2 separate regions of the Anas platyrhynchos genome follow, and region 2 is linked to region 1. Evidence: chromatin contacts called from public Hi-C data. All regions are on one chromosome and are shown on one strand. Each heading gives the region's core, a stretch centred on a gene start, on an enhancer-like site or on the middle of the called end of the contact. The rest is flanking DNA. Distances are from core to core; before and after follow the strand shown. Region 1 has its middle 85 kb from the start of TRNAS-GCU. Region 2 has its middle 240 kb from the start of TRNAS-GCU.

Evidence for each region. Hi-C and Micro-C count contacts between places; a contact is called where the count stands out from the background.
Region 2: a contact with region 1 is called in a Hi-C map of subcutaneous adipose tissue, with 2.1 times the contacts expected there. The contact joins two enhancer-like sites. A contact is called at or near these places in 2 of 8 Hi-C or Micro-C datasets (F5 follicle and subcutaneous adipose tissue).

The regions. Positions count from the first base shown.
Region 1 is chr3:41,280,151-41,287,309 of IASCAAS_PekinDuck_T2T, forward strand. No RefSeq gene overlaps it. Among named protein-coding and RNA genes, the nearest start is that of TRNAS-GCU, 85 kb to the left of the region's middle. Within about 2 kb of position 2,936, at least 1 of the 8 cell types and tissues checked has an H3K27ac peak or open chromatin away from gene starts, as enhancers often do. A contact at or near this core is called in subcutaneous adipose tissue, where this site is marked.
Region 2 is chr3:41,434,294-41,441,452 of IASCAAS_PekinDuck_T2T, forward strand. No RefSeq gene overlaps it. Among named protein-coding and RNA genes, the nearest start is that of TRNAS-GCU, 240 kb to the left of the region's middle. Within about 2 kb of position 3,283, at least 2 of the 8 cell types and tissues checked have an H3K27ac peak or open chromatin away from gene starts, as enhancers often do. A contact at or near this core is called in subcutaneous adipose tissue, where this site is marked.

The DNA of each region.
Region 1 (7,159 bases), core at 1,686-4,185:
CATTTACTTTTTGACCACCTGTGTTTTTTCTCCAAGTCATTGCCTCTTCATCTCTGCTCAGTTTGCTTTTCTCTTTAGCATTGTCATCTCTTCCTCCCCATTTAACTTATCTTATTCCATCTAGATAGTCACCAAGGAGGAGAAAAACCACAAAGCACAAAAAAAACTCTTACAAAAGTTGAATATGCCAGTGTTCCTAGGTATTGATGGATTTTTGGTGCCCCAAATGTGATTATTCAGAGTTAAAAGTTGATATATTTGTTAGTACAGACTATGTTCCACATAAAGGGAAGCAAAAAAGGGAGCTAGGAACGCTGTACTACTTCTCCAAGGCTCAGGGCTTAGCTGCTGAAACAAACTAAGAATTCCAGTTCTGAAAATCAACTTCCAGCTTAGAAAACCTTGGCTCACAAGTAAGTCTAAGTGCAGAAAGACCTTTGGTGCTGCTAGCTCTTCACAAAACACCACAAAAGGTGGCATAATCTGATATGTAGGCATTTCCCCTGTGTAGAGAGAATCTCAGATGAAGTGTGGTGTGACAGCTCTGTGCTCCACAAGCTGTAACTGGAAGGGTGGGGGATGAAATGCTACTACAAACCTCAGGGCTAAGTTAGAGCATTCATAAGGCATCCCTAACTCTCCCTGAGGGTGGGTTCAGTGCATTTTAAAACTCTCTTGTCTTTACTTTACAGGAGCCCATTTCTGCTTTCAGAATGTGTCATTGTTGCTTGCTATGGCTGAGTTGACCTAAGGATTGGTAGGAGAATTAAGCTGTAAGTCTTCTGAGGCAGCAATTCTTTGTTTGACTCTGCACTATATAAACATCAATATGGGTGGTAGCTCATAAATGAGACCTAGGCACGCCTGCTATATGTATGATACAAGTGTTAGATGAATGTTCTGCATTGTTCAGTCTTTTCTATTCTGAAATTGTACATTCTTCATTGGTCATGCCTTCAAGGCTTCATCTATGGGGTATAGTACTTTCGTAGTGATAAGCTTTTTTTTTTTTAATTATTTTAAAGCTGGATGTTAACATAGCAATAGCAGTCACTATATAGGTGGGATGAGCTGTGGGATGAGAAATGTGAATCATGTTTTAAATGAGTTAAGTGTGATGCATTCCATATGCAGAATTGTATATGTTTCTCTGCATTATGAGTAAGACACAGATCTCATGCAAGTCATGGGTTCTGTGTATTTAGCAAAACATCTGTGACTTCTGACCTTCCCAGGCTTGTGTGCATATGAGTGAGTGCACTGGTGTGATCACAAATTGTGGAACAAACTTCACTGAGAATAACAGAATAAATCTTGGAATGCATGAGGAAGGTGGGGGCCAGTGGCAATGTGGGGTGACACAAAAGACCAGACCAATTTCCCAAGGCATTGAGTTTTTCAGCTAGTCCAACTGAAATCTAGGCATAGTCAGGGTTTCTCAATTTTCCGAGTTATGCAGCTGATGTTAAAGTTATCCATGTGCAAGAACAATATGAAAGCAATGCATTGAGACAGTTCCAAGCAGCTTTATATTAAAATCATACCTAGCAGAAGCCATCTGCAATGCACTCACTATTGACTAACCTGTGAAACAGACCTGTGAGTGTTTGCTGCCTGTGTGAGAGACACAGAATGAAGCAGCATTGTTGAAGTCCTCTAATTTTGCTCCCAATAGTGAGGCATTAACAAATTCCGTAAGTGCCAAAGGTGTTTCTTTATTCTGAACTAAGTTTAACTGCTCTTTGCACTTGGATCCTTGCCTTGCTTGTCTCCTAGATACTCAGAGCTGCACTTTTCCTCTTGCTGTCCAAGACTGCACATTCTTTCTCTTACAGTCCTTTCCCTGTCTTTCTTTTTTCTTTTTCTTTTTTTTTTTTTTTTTTCTTTCTAGGTTAAAGCTCTTTAATTTTGTCCTCTTCTGTTTCTGCTCTCCTCTCACTTATTTGTAACCCAGCCCAGCCACCTCTTTTACAGCTTGTCTTTATGCTTCTATTTGTAGCACTTTACCTATTTCAGTGTGTGGTGGTCATGCTTTCCTACTAAATTCTTTCCTGATGTTGTCCTTTTTTGTTTTGCCCAGGAGCCTCCAGTATGGGTCTGTTGAAGGGAAATTGCTACCACTCCCCGGTGTGAAGCAAAACAAAACCCCCACAAAATCTGAACAAAAAAACTAAACAGAATAGCTCCCTCATATCACCTCTGCAGAGAGCTCTGCACCAAACTCCCCAGAAAAGGGAAGTGTCTGCTATGGTGTTTAGACAAAAACATTGATTACTAAATGTTTCAGATCTGATCGCAGCTCTGCCACAATTACATCAGGAAAGGCACAGTCTTAAGTTGCTGTGATTGCAACAGGTTAGTTGATAGATTGTGAGACTTCTGTCATTCTGAGGTGAATGACTAGTAATAAGTCTTAAAACTTGGCTAATGTGTAGCACAGCTGCCAGGGTTGCTCTGCCTGTATACTACAAGAATACTACTGGGGTTGCCTTATGCTCTTTCTATCCATTTGTAGCTTGCAAGCTGAATTTTACAAAACATTGTTTTGTAGCAGTCTAAATAGTACTGCAAGGTGCCAGAAAAGGAGATTTGGTGCCAGGAAAATCACTGAATTTACAGATCAAATCCACTGAGCTCTAGTTTTTCATGGGTTGTCTCCTTGATCACAAGCGCACTGAAGAAGGGTTACAACTGCTTTTCTAGAAGCTAGAGGAAAAGAGACCCTAAAATGATTTGATTTTTTTTTTTTTTTTAAGAAAATTTCATAGTCCCTATTGTAATCTGGTATGATGCGAAAAAGGTTGCAACCCCCCCCAAATTCACATGTTATGGCCCCCAGACTGGAGACAGCTGTAGAGCTGTTAAAGGATACTTGATAAAGCCCAGTCAAAATGTTGCCAATATTGCTATGGCAGGAGTCACTAGATGGCAACATTACCTGTACTCTTACAAATACATGTGTGTGAGCATTGTTCAGCCTTTTGAAGAAATGTCTTGTTTTGTGGATCTCTTATGCAGGAGCATGGGAAGCAGTCAGGGTGAGGCTGTTTCTCCTTCCAAATACTATCTGAATGGGAAGATTTCTTGAATGTTGTTAGCTGTGTGTTATTCTGGCTGCGAACAGGATGTCAAATAAGTATCTCTAATGGTATATCCACCAATTTGTTTGTTACTGTGCCGGAAGTAAATGGTGATTTGAGAGAGTGCATGTGTCCTACTCAGCTGTGCCTGCTGTCTGTAGGGATGCTGTAGTGGGGAGGGGATGGGAGGGAGCAGTCCACTGGAGGTGTTTCAGTAGTATGCACCTAGATCTGCCAGCAAACGTGAATTAAGACCCCTTTTAATGCTTTGCCTGGAAGCCATACAGCAAGGGCTTTACATCTGCTACCACTCAGAGAAGCTGAGTGTCCCCCTTCATTTTGGACTCTGCGGGTTTTGCACGTGGCTCCAATTTCATGTGAAGTTGTTTTTAGGTATGCAGCATACAGTTTGTGGTAATCTCACAAAAGAAATTTGTTAACGGATTCTTCAGGATTTTAATACTTCTGTGAGAAGTATGCTGAAGAGTAATGCTTGAGACCTATTTGTTAATAGCTGATTGAGAAATTGGCTAGGTAGGTAGTATGATTAATAAACAAGAGTGCTGGACTTGGCTCATTTTGACTCCATTTTCCTCCAGCAATAGCTTAACAATGTTTTAAAAATTCATATTTTAATTGACAAAACTATGGCAGATTCATGCAGGGTTATCTGGAAATCACAGAACTGTTCAAGTATGCAAAGAAGTGTTGCCTTCTTTGCCTTTCTCTGCTGCAGATGTTGTTTCTATTCCTAACCAGTGCTTTGACTGAAACCTCATAGAAAAAATCTTAGGGGGACCCCAATTCAGAAAAGTCTTGATGCAGTTAATTATTTCCTCTTAATTTACACTTGAATGCAAAATAACAACTAACAGATTCCTAAGAGTAAATGCAAAATGAACCAAAACTTCCCCTAACGAACTGTTATTAAAATAATACATCTGGGGGATTTTTTTTTTTTAAAGTGAAAACTTTAACAAATAAAAGGAAATATTTGGAATAGATGAGTAGTTTTCCTTCTATCCATTCTGTTGAATGCTTCCCACTGCAATGAGAACGCTTGTAATTCTTGTTCTTGCAGCTACGTATTCTGCCAGGCTCCCATGTGGGACAGTTTTTCTCTCAGCTCAATATGCAGAGTAAGTGTATGAGAGCTGGATTTTCTCTCACCTACTTCATGAACTTCATGATTTTTTGTGAACTGATTCTTCCAGGAGAAAATTCAAAAGCCTACTATAAATAACATACATTTGAAGTGGGAAATATTGTTAGGCACAGCTTCATCTTCTACGTAAACAATAGAAATGCAGTTTTTTTTTTTTCCCCACCTCAGAGGAAAACAAATGCACAACCCCTTTGGAGGTCATTGCAGTTCATCCTCTTATCCTGAAACAAAAGAAACTGCTGTACAATGTGAGCTATAGAGTAATATAGATTGCATAGAGTAATATAGAAGGCACAGCTGTGCTTCTCTCCCCTTCCAGTCCCATAACCTTCTGTTTCGGTTTGGTGTTCACTTCTTCAGGCTCCACGCACAGACATTTAGGAACAGCAATTGGCAGGATTCAAAAACATTTGCTGCTGGAAAAGATGCATCAAAGCAGAGCAACAAATGATGGAGATGCTATGTATCAGTTAGCATGCTTTGTATAACAAGTGGTAGCGAAGGCAAAAACTGCCTGATTTAATTTTTTGGGGTAACTTTGCTCAAAAATAACAGCTGATATTTAATCTTAAAAATTATACTCATTAACAACAACACTAATGTGGGTGACTTGCTCTGTACTTTGTGAGGTCTGACTGTTGCTGCTGAATGCTTGTGCTAGGGACAGCTGGGACAGCTTGCTTTGCAGAGCACCAGGATTTTTCTTGACTCTTATTTGCACTTGGCGAGGGCCCCTGGTGAGCACTGGTGCTGCTGCTCCTCATATTGAGTGAGGAAATTGAAATGTACTCGAATTAGAAACAGATGACTGGAATTTAGAGATGAGTTAAAACTGCTCTAAGCAAAGGGCAAGAGTGATATAATTAGTCTGGCTCGCAACTTGTTTGCTTATGGTACGTATTAGAGCACATTTTTATAGCTTTTAAAAGTAACAAAAGAAAACTGAAGTGGGTGTATATACAAACATAACTCTCAGATTTGAGCTTTACAGTTAACTTTTAGATCTAAAATGCTATAGCCTGATTCTCTGCTAGTCCAGGTCTTGCACAGGAATGGTTTCTCTGGAACCAGTAAGATGGTTTTGAACTAAGATGGGCATTAAGGGACCGCAGTGAAATTGCTTCTTCTCTGCCTGCTGAAAAAATGGCTAGCCCTTATGCTTTAATAATGAGAAAAGTGAAGTAAGAAAAGTAACAATCTCTTTCCTTAATTTTGAAATTGAAAAGATATAATTGATATATCCTGAAAGGATATAATGGATATAGCCATTTTAAAAGCTTGAGTTTGATGATGGACTTTTGCTCCTGCGGTGACCTCTTAGCTTTGTCACCAGTGCCCTTAAGGAATATTAAAATGAAAAATTCCTGAAGAAGAAAGTGGTCCCCAGTGTTTTTGGATGGATGCTTTGTCTGTTGCTCACTGTGCTCTGGGAACATGGTGCTGCTGACCTCCACCATGCTGAAGTGCTGGTAGACGCAACACTGAATGATTCATAGAGCCTTGGTTTTCAGAAGGCATTTAGCAACTGAAAACAAGAGTGAAACAAATCCAGTGACAGGTTAGTTCAAACACTAAAGGCATCCCCTCCTCACCATGGGACGGTGGGTTGGAACTAGGTGATCTTTAAGGTCCCTTCCAACCCAAACCATCCTGTGATTCTGTGATTCAGATAAGAGGTTTTGTACACGGTGCTTGGTTTTTGCCTTGTCCTCCAGGGTCCTTAGCTGTTAGCTGAGATGGTTTCTGACTCAGTGTTTTAAATATTTTCAGTGTAAATGGGTACACTAAGGCTTCTGATCAAATGAACACAACTCTGCAGACAATTCCTGCTACACCTGCAGGAGTTGGAGAATAAATAATTTGTGCCCAAGTATAGCAGGACAGAGCTGTTTTATTGCTTCAGACAGCAAAATGTTCAGCGTGTTCAGACTCCTTGGTTCAGCAAAACCTAAGAAGAAAGGGCAATGGAAGTGCAACAACCTGCATTTAGCATGTTCCCCAAAAGCCTCATCTTGTTTGGCTAAGGTCAGTTAATGGAGAGAATGCTGACCTCAGAAGTACTTGTGGTGGAAGAGGAGATGCAGGTTATTATCGTACATGTATATTGTTTATTTTAAGACATGGATACAGTAAGTAGGAAAATGGCTCCAGAATTTCAATTTTTGTTCTGTAGGGACAATTTTGCCATATAAACCATGAGGGGCTGCTGCCTCTTAGAACTTTTTTCTTATATATGTAAAACATCAGGATGTGATCAAAATAGGTCAGGGAAAAAATGTTTAAAATACTTTGTAAAATCAAACTTTCTTTGCTTTCCAGGACTACAAAGAGAGCTTATTTAGTAGTTGTCTTTTAATTTGTTTTAAAATAAAAGCAGGCATTTTTGAAGCTTTAAATTTACCAAAAATAGCTGTCTATTACTGGACTGTTTTGCGGCTATTTTTCTTGAACTTGTTTTGGTAAATCATGAGAATTTTTGACATAATGGAAAAGTTTGAAGTTACCAATGTTTATGAAAAGCTTTGCCTTCTGAAGAACAAGCTCATAAGAAATACTGTAGTGCAAAATGGAACAAGTTAATGACAATGCTCTGTCATGTCTTATTTCCTGAAGTGAGCAAATAGTTGCATGCTGTAAGATGTGAAGTTATTGGAAGACTTCTGGTTTAAAAAAAAAAACAAATATGCAAAACTCAGATGGAAACTTGAGTGTAATTTTAGGACCGGCTCACTTTTTGTTGTACAGTGATCTTCACAGATCTTCATTTAAAGCTCCAAGATGTTACGGCATAAAGAATTGTTGGAGCTAGTACTGAAAAACTATTAATTTGAAGTATTTCTTTGAGAAATGATTTTTTCTTGAATTTGTTCTATTTCATAGGAACATAGAAATGCATGTCAGCCTATCAGTGTTC
Region 2 (7,159 bases), core at 2,033-4,532, 150 kb after region 1:
CATGTAATCATATGCTTCTAGGACTACAGGCTTAAAGCACGGCCTTCTTGATCTTGGAATAATTTTGGACAGTGAAGCCCTGAAATACTTCCAATCTAATTCTGACTCACTTTGAAGATCCTGTCGCCATGCAGCAATGTTTCTATTGCAGCCATTTTTTAGAAGTCAATACTATATTGTTTTCATATCATAGCCATTTCTTATAGATGTGGCACTGTGAAGGATGAGACAAAACCATCCCTTAGAGTCCAGTGTGAAGGAAACCTATGCCACTGAAAGTGGCTACCAGCTCGAAGTTATAAACAACTTCAATTTATGATCAAGATAGTGAGGCAACAGCAAAGTAAGGAAGGCATACATAAAAGAAGTAAGTAATCACACCCTGCTTTTGCCTTAAGTTGTTGCGTCTCATTAGTCAATGAAAGCAGTCACAATACTATAAAGCTACCAGAGGAGTTCATTGTGACATCTGTTTCTTCTTTTGTCAGATAGGATGGTAAAACCTTACAATATTGATTTCCTGTGTTGTTTTGTGATAAAAAGCATCCCATGTTTATATTTTTATATTTCCACATGTACCTAATTCAGTATGGTCATTTTAAGTTTCTATGTTTCATAATACATATATGTATCTATATATATGGTGTTAACTGATCTGTTCCAGTTTTGAATTTATCTTCTGAAAGGGTATGATACAACAAATGATGCTGAAAGTAGAACTGCAGTTCTTGAAATGATTATTTCCCTGTTAATCTAGAAATGATTTTCCGTTTCTGTGATTTTTTTCACTCCTCCACTGACACTCTTCAGATGTACTCGCTGTGAGTCTCTGTAGTTTACACATTGACTTCAGTCATTAGTCTAAAGCTAGCAAAGACTTTTTTTTTTTTTTTTTTTTTGATCCTTTCTTCTTTATCCCAAAGCAAGGAAATGCCTTCGGAGCTAAAGGTCTAAATACACGGTAATTACATATTTTTATCTTCCTCCATACTTCTTTTTTTTTTTTTTTTCCTCTTTAAATAAGTATATAGGTGTCTGGTTCAGAATATCAATCTTTTGTTTTCATTAACTCTTATTGTGTTGTCTCAAGTGTCACCTGTCTTGCCAGTGTAAGTAAAGAGTCCTATTTCAAAAGATTCTGTTGAATGTGAAAATGATGATTTTTACAGTCACTCTTCACTTGATGAAGTTAAGTAAGTGTTTTCTGCAGCAATGAGTTTTGGTGCTGAGGATGTCAGTGAATCTTGTTTCAAATCCAAACAGTAATATTCTATGCCCCTAAAGCAAAATTTAACCTCAGTCTGCTAAATGTTTGATTTTGAATCCAAATGATAAAACAGTCTATCTTGCTTTCCTTGGGCAAAAGAAATGAATTCAGACCTGTGACATTTTATGCTTTGATTCTTTTAAGTCCCTGGTAGCTAACCCTGCACCTCATTTCTCTACTGCATTATGGCTCTCTCCCCTTCCACGTTGTCAAAGCCTGATCTGTGAGCTGCCAATAGAGGGAGTCATGTGGGGTCAGAAAACAGTGGGGATGCATTGCCATTGGGAAAGGAGATGGAGATCTGCTGCCTGCTGCGATCTATGCATGGAGGAAGAGCAGGGCAGCACAGCATGCTCTCTGGCAGGAGCCAAGCACCACTGACTCCCTCCCCCGACCCTGTCATCTACCCACTTGTTTTTGTCACCTCAAGCGGTCCAGCATGCTGGGAGAGAAGCAACTTGACACGTCTGTATGACACACAGTTTTGACCCTTCAGTTCCTTGATGCCGCTTAAAGAGGGACCGTCGTGACTTTGGTCATTTTATGCCCTAGTTAACAGCAACACACAATTTTCTCTGAAATATCCATGCATGTTTAAAAACCTATTTCTATCAAAATATCAATGACATGATTTTGAATATTTTGAGTTGCTTGTACTTGTTTGGACAAGCATCTTCTCCTTGCTTTAAGTTACTGTATTGAACTCACCCTTGACCAAGTATGAATAGTAAATTATTTTACATACAGGAGAGCTGCTTTTCTTAAAACAAGCCTTTCCCATGCTGATGAACTCCTGCAAACTTGATGGGTGCTGACCTGGTCTGGAGAGCCTTGTTCTAATTTATAATGTTGATTATTGTGAGAATACTGCCTACGCAAGTCTTGACGCTTGGTGTGCAGATTTGCATTCCAATACTCAGAGTGCTCTGTACGGGTGCACAGGGCTGGTATGAGGGCTGGCTCTCAGAGCACAATGGGAATTATGGATGTGTGTCTCTGGGCCAACAATTATTTCCATGTGCTTCCTAAATGAGCACAGAAGAGGGAAGACTTTCCTCTTGTTTAGTCTCTATCACTGTCTTTGGTGCTGTATTGAATTTTAATACAAACCTCCCTGCCACTATCTCAGCCCAACCCTGTTAGATATTTGCCTGGCTTTCATTATAACTCCAGTGCATGAATAGCTAGCTGTAAGTTCACAAGGCTGGAGGGCATCTTCTAGCTGAAGCTGTAATCTTTGGTAAATAACTTGCTGCAGTTTTAGAAGTGTTAAAAGTAACCAAGCACTTAATGAATGAGTACCTAAACAATAGTTAGGCAAACTACTCCCACCATTCCTTTTTGCTTGTAGAAGTAAATAAATGGTGAATGTTTTTTCAATCACTATATATTGTTGGCAGCTCACACTCCCTTTCATACATGTAGAGGTTCACAGGGCTAAAGAATATCATATGAGTGTATAGTGCCCTGAGAAGCAGTATACACTAGTATAGTCCTGCCAGAATAGACTGGACTACAGAAATAATACCATCAGAGCAGCAGCAGGCTTAGTCACATAATGTTCTTCTATATAGTCTGGACTTCTTGTTTTCATTTCACTTTCATTTGTTTTCGAGACAAAAAAGGAATCCCTTGGGGGAAGAGGCTTCCAAGCTTATTGCTTGACCAAAATTAGCTGCCTCCAACATCAGTGGTCTTTATTAACAAGAGCTTTGACTTTTTTTCTTTTTCTGCATGTAACATTGACATTGGCACTTCTGTTCAGCCACAGAACTAGTACTAAACAGGTCCTGATGCAGGGCAGCAGACATTCTCATGTTGTTTTTCTGATGAGTTGTGGTGTCATCCACTGCAGACTATCCCTAGGGTTAATATATAAATCACCCTATACAGTCATAAATATCCAAGACTCTGACCTTTGGCTGCCCAGTTAGGTATCACTCTATGGTGTGTAGCTGCTATTTTAGGAAATAGCTTGAGATCACCAAATTGTTTTTCACAGGGAAGCAACAAACATTTGCCCTTACAGGCTGTACTCTAAATTAAAATCTGTGGTCTGTATCAGGAACCAAGGCAGCTACAGTATGGATGGGGAAAGGGAACAAGTGGTAAATACCGCTCCTGCTGCACTGGACTGCTTAGTTCAGCTTGTTACTGATCCAGCTGCCCCAGACATCTAATTCCAGTACACTGTTCTGAAAAGACCCAGTGAACTCCCAATAAAACTGCAGTGAGGAAAATACTCCCTGCACATACAGAGCAACTTCTTAAAACTGTATCTTCATATCCTTATGCAGTTTATCAGTGTGATACACTGTCTCTGTTGCTTTTTCTGCTGAGCTATATGAACGGCAGTCTGGGTTCCCGAAACAGCAAGTAAAATACTTTGTCTATAAGGTCACTTTTCTTATCACATATGGTGTTGCAAGGAAATTTCCAACTTAGTTTCAAAATAGGTTTGGCAGAACATAAGATTCAAACCAAGAAAGCCTCCTCCTCCTTTTCCCAGCTTCTGTCAACACCCCATCAAGGGGCGGCAACCTAAACCCAGCTCATATGAAGTTGGCTAGCTTTTTTTTGGTATTTTTTATTTTTATTTTTTTATTTCTACAGGGACAAAAGCAGCCTTCATCCTCCACTTCATTCCTGCAGTAACTGAGGTCTAGAAACTCTCTTCTGAGGTGCATCTCATAATCTAGATTTTTGCTTTCAGTTCTTGTGTTAGGCATGCAGCATATATTTCAGTTTAAACAAACACTGCTTCCAACATGCCTAGCCTGTTCTTTTGACACAATTTCTTGAACAGGATTTTACTTGTCAGCTAGCTGACAAAAGATTGGAGAAAAGACAAATCTTCGTTTGGACAAGCTCTATTGTAGTAGTTACTTATAGTGGAGACCTTTGTAATAACCAGCTTTTGTTTTTCTCATACTATATCTCATGTGTTTTGCTGGAAATTTGTCCTTAGAGTTTTTCTGTGGGTCTGAGTTTGTGTCAAAAATAGAAACAGTGACATAAATAGTGTTCTGTATCCCATTTCCTGTCTTTGAAAATCACTACAGACTGCAGATTCAGCAACAGGTATATCTAGGACAGGTACCCATCATTCCACCTATGGATTCGGTCATGAACAAATAGCAAATAAAACCTCATGAAAGGTCACTGATCATGTGCCTCTTCTTACCCAGCAGGCAGCTGTATTTGGATACCAATGCTGGATCCATGAGCCTTGAAATATCCCTGGCCCTACCTAGTCAGATTCAAGTAGTTTTCTTTGGCTTTTCAAAGGCTTTTTGAAGATTGCCTTTTTTCCTCCCTAGACTTCAGGCATGCTACTAGTTAAGGTGCTCTTACTTGTGGAGAGAGCTGTTCACTGATTTTTAGATTTTAACTCCTCTGAGAGAAATATAATATGAGCTCTGATAACAAACTAGCTGATTAATTTTACTCTGACATCTTCAATAGCACAGCAATTTCACCAGGTATGTGAGATTCAAAACGTTCCACAGAGCATCTAATTTTCATTCAGAACTGCCCCATCAATTCACTGGAAGGTAATAAAGACAAAGCCCAGTTTTCAGAGAAACTCTATATCGAAGTGATCAAGGGGAGCCCTGGATGTTCTGATTTGACATTTTACTGTTATTGTAGGAGAACTCCACTTTCTTGACTTTGTTCAGTTCCAGAGAAAACAAAACAAAACAAACCTACCTCTGTATACAATCTTAAGTGCAGAAGCTGAACACTTACACTGAACTGAAACTGGCTGGGACAGGGGAGGGGAAAGTTAGGAATGGAAAAGATAGAAGGTGTTGGGAAAGATAATAGGTAGTGGAAAGCTAAGTAAAAACTTTTTCTTTTAAATGAAAAAAAAAAAATGTATTGGAGAGCGTTGCTATAGTGAGAATAATCTTACAACCTAATGTGTGAGTGCTCTCAAAAGACTTGATGTTCCAGTTCAGTGAAGCAAGATGGCCCCCTGCAGTATTGTTAGCCCCCTCACAAAGAAATTTTGCTTCTAATCTAGGAACACAACTGTACGTTGCACAGACAGTTCTGTTGTGGTTTACCATTACTAGTTTCACTTAAAACACAAGGTAAATGTTCTTTACTTTAAAACACTACTCAGAAATAAAAGTCCTCAGTTAGATTTGTCTTTGAATGCCTCCTGCATGGTGCTGATGTGAGACTGAAACAAAATTGGTTTAAACCTCTGAATCCTCAGAAGAAGGAAAAAAAAAAAAAAAAAGAAGAAAAAAAAACCTCTCAAACTTAGTTGGTAAAAGTTGTAATAGGGTAACAGTAAAGGTTGAAAATGAAGTCTTGCTGGAGTTGGGAAGCCAGCAAAGAAGTAAAACTTCTTCTTGAATGAGGAGAAGGTAAACTTCAGGGAGAAAGCACTGTGCTCTGCATGCATTCTGAATAGGAACTTTGAAGTGTATTGTGTGCCTGAAAAGCTTTTTCTTTCTCCTGTTCTATTATATTTCTCTGACAGTAGTGAGAATAGGATAGCATACTTCCTTGAAAAAAAAAAAAGGAAAAAGATAATATATCAGTATTTTGGCGACATTTGGGACTTTCAGGTTATCAGATTCTTTTAACAAATCACTATACTATATATATATTTTGTGCTTTACAACAGCACAAAAACTTCATGCTTTTAGAACTTTTAGAAACATATATATTGTGAACCCCTATATGTGTAACATCTGTAACCTGTGCCTCATAATATGCAGCAAAGTGCAGAATTTACTGATTATTTTATAATTATGTATAAATATACAGTCAGACTTTCTCTGAAGTACATGAGTTTTCTCTGACTGGCATTTGCTACTACTTCAGGTCTTGCATTGCACAAGCTAGGAAAAGGAAAAGAGGACCAGATAAAATGGGATTCAAATATTATTTTAGCAATTAAATGCCATGGTTCGTAAGGTTAATGAAGTCAAATAAATGCCTTCCCTAGTCCTGTTTCCTCTCCTTCCTTCCCTCACTTTGTTTACCTCTATGATTTCTATCACTGTTATTTGCAAGAAGTAACCCTATGACCAGTGCTTGACAGAGAGATGTGCCAGACAACCAGAAGAAAAAGCACCAGCAAAGAAGGCCATCTCATACATCTCATAACATTTCTAATTCACATTTTATCCTGCTCCCTTCAGATTTCCAATATAACTCAGAAAAAAATCAGAAATGGACTTGGGAAATTTGAATGAGTGTAAACTTTAATAAAACTTAATTTCCCCCTCTACTTCCCAATATTGAACTTAACACATCACTCACAGAAACCCACCCAAGCTCTAAAGAATCAGCGTTGTGAGGTCTGTGTGGCCTTCTACAGGCTGCTTTGGTGTGGGAGCTCGGATTGTTTTTGACCCTGTGACACTGAATGGCCAAGAGCTTCCATGCAAGCACAATGGTGCTGTTAGTGCCCATTACTAAAAGCCTTCTTGTTTCTTTCAACTGTTCACAGGCCTCCTAAACAATGAAAGAAATCCATACATCATTAATAAGGAGATTTAATTTAAATACTGCTCTAAGAGAATTCTCAGATATCCTCCTCATTTTTTAAAAGTGAAGATTGCTAAAGTGTGATGTAAGGCAGAATCTTAATGCAGAGAAGAGTTGGGCCTTATTTAGGAATAGCCTGGAAACTAATGGGAATTGTAATCATGGAGCAAACTGGAAAACAGTACTGGAAACACAGTTCCCATGAAAGCCCCCTGAGTTTGGGATAAGTCAGCTAATGAAAAAACGTCTGTGAACCTTCCCATAAAACCACCTTTTCTGGCTTGAAGGATTGTATGACTTTTACATTTCTAATGATGGTAATTTTATTCTTATTGAGACTACATATATTCAAATTTTTCTAATAGCTATTTGTCATTCAAA